2 separate regions of the Sus scrofa genome follow, and region 1 is linked to region 2. A link is a contact called in public promoter capture Hi-C data. All regions are on one chromosome and are shown on one strand. Each heading gives the region's core, a stretch centred on a gene start, on an enhancer-like site or on the middle of the called end of the contact. The rest is flanking DNA. Distances are from core to core; before and after follow the strand shown. Region 1 holds the start of USP1 (ubiquitin carboxyl-terminal hydrolase 1). Region 2 holds the start of ALG6 (dolichyl pyrophosphate Man9GlcNAc2 alpha-1,3-glucosyltransferase).

Evidence for each region. Promoter capture Hi-C pulls out the DNA fragments that hold promoters and counts their contacts.
Region 1: a promoter capture Hi-C map of liver shows a contact between it and region 2, with 6 times the contacts expected there. The contact joins the promoter of USP1 here to the promoter of ALG6 in region 2. A contact is called at or near these places in 2 of 5 promoter capture datasets (fetal liver and liver), 1 of 47 Hi-C or Micro-C datasets (heart right ventricle) and 2 of 2 datasets of contacts at active chromatin or transcription factors (alveolar macrophages and skeletal muscle).

What each region holds. Positions count from the first base shown.
Region 1 is chr6:149,984,514-149,987,359 of Sscrofa11.1, reverse strand. It overlaps USP1 (ubiquitin carboxyl-terminal hydrolase 1), which reads left to right and starts at 1,414. Exons shown (of 9, transcript XM_021096553.1): 1 at 1,414-2,206.
Region 2 is chr6:149,111,384-149,114,083 of Sscrofa11.1, reverse strand. It overlaps ALG6 (dolichyl pyrophosphate Man9GlcNAc2 alpha-1,3-glucosyltransferase), which reads left to right and starts at 1,378. Exons shown (of 18, transcript XR_002345161.1): 1 at 1,378-1,512.

The DNA of each region.
Region 1 (2,846 bases), core at 165-2,664, 870 kb before region 2:
AGATCCTATTGGCTTCTATCAGTTCTCAACATTTCCACTGCTACTACCTTATCCCAAGCCCCCATAATTTTTTCCCTGGGCAGCAGAAATAGCCTCCTAGGTGACCTTCCAGCTTGCAGTTTTGAAGGTCAGCAGTCTGTCCACCACGAGCAGTCACTTAACCGATCACGCCACTCCCCAGCTTCAAACCGTCAAGTGATTCCCGTCTCCTTACCTAACCAGAGCCCTGCCCAGTGTCGCCGATCTCACGTCCCACAATCTTCCGCACTTAAGTTCACTGCGCTCTAAGCTCCTTGGCCTCCCTGCCTTCTTTCCAGAACGCCAAGTGCCTGAAGACTTTTATAACTTACCTTTCTCCTTGCTGGGACCATTCCTCCCTCAGATTCGGCCAAGGCTGGCTGTGTCTTCATTTAGTTTTCTACTCAAATGTCTGACTGTGGTACCTAGAACAGCACCCTCCTTATTTCCTCTCCTATCACTCATATTATTTTATCTCATTTTAGCTTTGCATTTACCCTGCCTAGAAGGGAAAGCCCCTTTGGAGCAGTTAATGTTCATTCGCGCCGTATCCCTGGCGCCTGGAAAAGTGCCTGGCACATCAAGCACCTAAAAACAGGCTTAGTTAAATGAATTTGCACTGAACTTATCCTGTTTTCCACTTGCTTTGTGAGATCACCTCGCCTCCGAGGTAGGCATACAAACAGGGACGGAAGCAGAAGCTATGGAAAGGCCTGCCTTGCCGTGTTTTGAGCCCATTAGTAAGGCCTCGCGCAAGAACCCCTCGAAGCTCCCCCAGCCAGAGCCGGGCGTTAAGAATGCTCTTTAGTCTCCTCGTCGTCCGGAGACAACAAGAGACGTCGGTGGGGAGGGGAAAGGGTAAAGAGGAGAAAATAACGCGTGGAAGGGCTGAGGAAGGAGCCTCGGCTCTGCACCGTTCGGTTGAGAATTTACTATTTTTCATGGCGGCAATTATTTTACTGGATGGCCCGGGGGCTGGGGCTGCGATTCGGGCGCACAGCAGCAAGCGAGGCGGTCAGCCATTTTCCGAAACTAATCTCCCGAGTAACCCCGCCCGAGTGTGTACGCATGAAACGGAGGCGGGACTTATTGTGAGGGCCCCTCTCCGGAAACCGCACCCTCGCTGGCGTCCCACCTTCTGGGATTCACAAAACGCAGACCAAGATTTAACAGTCGGCAGCGAAAGCGCGCACTCGAGCGCCAATGAGAGCGGGAGGAGAACGGCGTCTGAAGAACACTCTCTATGGCCAACAATGATTGGCTGAAGCCCTCCTGTCTTTTTTTTGTATTGGGTGGACTGCCTTTCCCCGCCCACCCAGTTCGCTTTTGTCTAGGTACTTTTGATTGGCTCCTCTTAGGCGGCACGGGGGATTGTTCATTACGGATTGGTGGATTTGAGCACCTGGCGGCTCCTTCCCGAGCAGGGAGTCCATCCCACCTCTCTGTCCTGTTTCCCGACCCGTACGCTTTCCCCTCAACTCTCGCGCACGAATGGTTAAAAAAAAAAAAAAAAAAAAGGGTGTGAGGCTGGAGCCCGCCAGCCAGGCCTCTCGCTCCTAAGCGCGCGCCCTCAGCGAGGACCCGCGCGAGCTGCCCGTGACGCTGCCTGCGCTGTTTGAAACTGCAGAACCCGTTACGAGCTTGAGGCAACTACCGTTCCAGCTGGTTCCGGAGCCCGTGCGGGCCAAGGGGCGAGTGGCGGTCTCGAGGCGGCTCTGGCCTTTCGCGTCTCCACCGCGTGGAGACTAGAACCGGCACTTTCGCAGGACACCACTTCCAATCGCAGCGCTGGCGCGGGCGGAGGCTAAAACACGGGGGTCCTGAGACTGAGGAAAACGCGCCAAGTTCCCGTCGGTGGTGGAGTGAGGAAGACCCTAGCGGTTAGGACGCCGGGCGAGCGGAGCTGCTTCTGGCGCTCCTTGCCGTCCCGGGGCGGGGGCGGGCGCGGGCGGGCGCCGCTCCGGGGATGTAGTTGGTGCGGGCGCCGGGCAGGACCGAGCGGCAGCCCGGGTTCCCGCTCTTCAGAGCGAATGGTCACTCCCCCGCGGGGAGGGCGATCCGACCAGCTTTTCCTTGGGTCGGGGGGCCCCCGCGGGCTCGGGGCAGGGGCTCACCTGTGGCACCCACGCTCGGCCTGGTTGGACTTGTCGGCGTCACCGCCGCGGACCTCGCTTTGGGCCATGACCAGGTAAGGAGGGCCTGTGGAGGTGGGGCCGGCGCCCGAGGGGGCCGCGGGGAGGACCTCGGCTTCGTGGGTGCAGCGCCGCCGCCGAGCTCCGTGCAGCGGGCGGGGCGCCCTCCTGCCGCCGCCGGGGACTCAAGGCAGGTGCGGGCCGGGCGTAAATAGGCCAGCTCCGCGGGCGAGGGTCCCGGAGCTGCGGTCCTGCTTCAAGACGCCTCCCGCCGGGCCCGTGGCGTCCTCACGGGCACGGGCACAGACCCCATCCCGTCTTTTCGCTTTCCTTTCCGTTCCTAGAGAGTGCGGGGTAGCGCCAAGGAATGTTTTCGCTCGCGTTGTCCTGGGTCGGGATTGCTGCATTTTACCGCGCAGTTTAAACTTTTACTTCTTTTTTTTTTAACAAGTATTTAGAATGCCACGTGTCTTAAACCTTTGTTGGGAATGTTCTCCTTATGTTACGTTTTTCGTGGAAAGTTGCAATTAAGTCGTACCACCTTGTGAAGGAGGCCGCTTAAGACGAATAGGACTTAGTGTTCACACTGTCACTTGTTCAGTAACATGCAATGTTCGATTTATCGTGGGTTCTGCGAAACCGGATTTAGATTACGGGAGAAACATTTTTGTTGTAGCAAACCCCAGTGATAAGGAC
Region 2 (2,700 bases), core at 129-2,628:
CTGTACACTTGCTAAAAGTCATTATGCACTAAGTCATTCAATGGCCTCTTAGTGATCACTGAATAAATTCTGAACACCACAACCTGGTATTCCAAACTCTCCACAATTAGTCCTTTCCAGCTTCTTCACCCACCATCTAAACTAGAGGAAATGTTTAGCACTTTCCAACTGCCACAACTCTGGCTTGAAACACTTCCTTTGTCTGCAGTCCTACTCCCATTTTCCTGGCTTATGTAAGCCAGGCTTTCCTTCAAAGCTCATGTGATTTCTCCAGGGAAAGCATTTCCTGATAGTTTTTGGTTTACAGTGAACCCTCTTCTTTGAACTCCTACAGGACTTAGTGCATATACCAGTAATCTGACGTTCAGCATCTGTTTCGTTCTATCCTTTTCTCCATGAAAATGTCTTTCCAATGAGAATGAAATCTGTTGAGAACAGGGGCTTGGCCATAGTTTTCCATATTTCCAGGGCCAGCGTAGTATAAAATTTTAGATTTGGAAGTTTACCTAGCCCACTCATTCATTTCACAGATGAAGAAACCAAGATCCAGAGAGTTGTTCAGATCCACTTAGAATAAAGCCATAGTCATGGCCAAACATTTGCTGATATCTATGAATTATAAATTAGAGGGATTGATTTATACAGGATTCAGAAGGGGGAGGGGAGGTTAGGGCATTCTCTCACTAGAAGGGAATGTGGTGTTTTTGTTTGTTTTGTTTTGTTTTTGGCCGCACTCGTGGCATGTAGAAGTTCCCAGGCCAGGGATCAAACCTGTGCAGCAGTTAGGACCTGCGCCATAGCTGTGGAAACGCCAGATCCTTAACCCGCTGTTCCACATGGGAACTTCCGGGAATGCGGTTATTACCTGCAAGTTTGGGGACAGGTGATTCAAGCTGCCTGATGCAGAACGTGTGATGCACTGGAGAGCAGGCAGGGCTGTTCTTCTGCATCACTTACAGGCTCCGGAGAATGCTTGGACGTTCAATACCATTTCTCTTATGAAGCGACTTCTCAGCTTAATACCTTCTTCGCAGGCATGTAGCTTGAAGATAGTGAAGCAGGTTGGCTTTCTGGCACCTCGAGGGCACTGGCCCAGAGGACGATCTCCCACTCATTGGTGCGGACTAGCCAAGGGCTGTCCACTCTATGAAGCGAGCCAAGACGCGCCCCTGACAGGAATCCGTGGACTAAGCAGCCGCTCCGGCCTTGGCCGCGATCCCAGGAAAGAAGAGCAAGGGGCTTTCCACCTGCCCCAAGCCTCACCCGGGCCGCCAGGCCTCTCGGGTTCCAGCCGCTGCAGTACCGCCTCCGAAGCTGCCTACTTCCTCACCACGCCTTTTCCCCGCCCCTCCCCTCACGCTCGACGGGCTCGCTCCCGCGGCGGGCGCGCGGGCGGCGCGCGAGCACGCGGACGCAGAAGGAAGGCCAACAGGGCACTCCGCCGCGGGGGCGAGCGCGCAGGCGCCTTCCCACCCGCTGCGGCGCGAATTCCCAGGTTCAGCGCTCTGCAGGGTAAGAGGTCGGTTCTTGGGGCTCTGGAGCGCCGGGTCGAGGTTCGGAGGGTCTGGGGGCTGGCCAGCGGATTATTGGCCCCATTCCACTCAGAGAACGGCGCGCTAGGCCTCCCCAGCCCAGCCCGCAGGCTCGCATGGGGGTCAGGTGAGGGACGTGGTGACGGTGGTGCGACCCTGGACTGGAGCGGCTTGGCAGCCTCGTTCCTAGGGTCCCTGAGGGTGGGGCCCGCCGGGGAAGGGGAGAGCGCCATCCGGAAGGGTCCCTTTGGCGACACCTGCTCCCCTGGAGTAGCTGCACTCCCTGGGTGTGGTGTCCACCCTGAGGGAAGGACCTTTCAGACTAAAAGGAACAAATTCGGCCCTGGGAGGTGGACGGCCGACTTTTCTGTCTGGACTCCCCCTCGGGGCAAAGTAGGACTGAAAACTCTTCTGTCGCCTGCGTGGCAATTCCGTGGTTCGAGAATGGGTTAGGAAGTTTAAAAAAAAAAGTATTTTGCTTTACATAAGGGAAACGTAATAAAGTACCCTTTTTACGGTTCAAGGATAGGAGATTGCCTAAAAGCCTCAATAGTATCTTTAACCACAAAGGACTCACGAAGATTTCCATTCAGCATGTATTTTTGGGTACCTGCTTTCTGCCAACTTTGTTCTAAGCCCCTGCAACGACTAAGATAGGAGGATCCCTGCTTACCTGGAGCTTATATTCCAGTTGACAAATAAATGTAATTTCCTTTATACTTTTCCTTTTGGAATTTAACATATATACAAGAAGATACAGTATACAAGAAGATACAGTACACAAATCATAAGTTCTAAATAGTCGATGTATTATTGAGTAAACACATCTTTTAACCACCGTTCAAATCAGGAGCCAAAATTCACGCATCTTCTCCGAAGACCTTTCTGGAGAACACTCCCAATCATCATCCCGTATCTTCCCCAAAGTTTATCTCTTTCTTGATTTCTAACACCATAGATTAGTTTTGTCTATTTATGAGCCTTTTGTAAATGGAACCATATAATATGTTCTTTAGTGTCTAGCTGGTTGTTGGTTTTTGTTTTGGTTTTTTTTCTTTGGCTTTTTAGGGCATATGGAAGTTTCCAGGCTAGGGGTCCAATTGGAGCTGCAGCTTCCAGCCTACACCACAGCCACAGCCACTCAGGATCCTAGTGGTGTCTGTGGCCT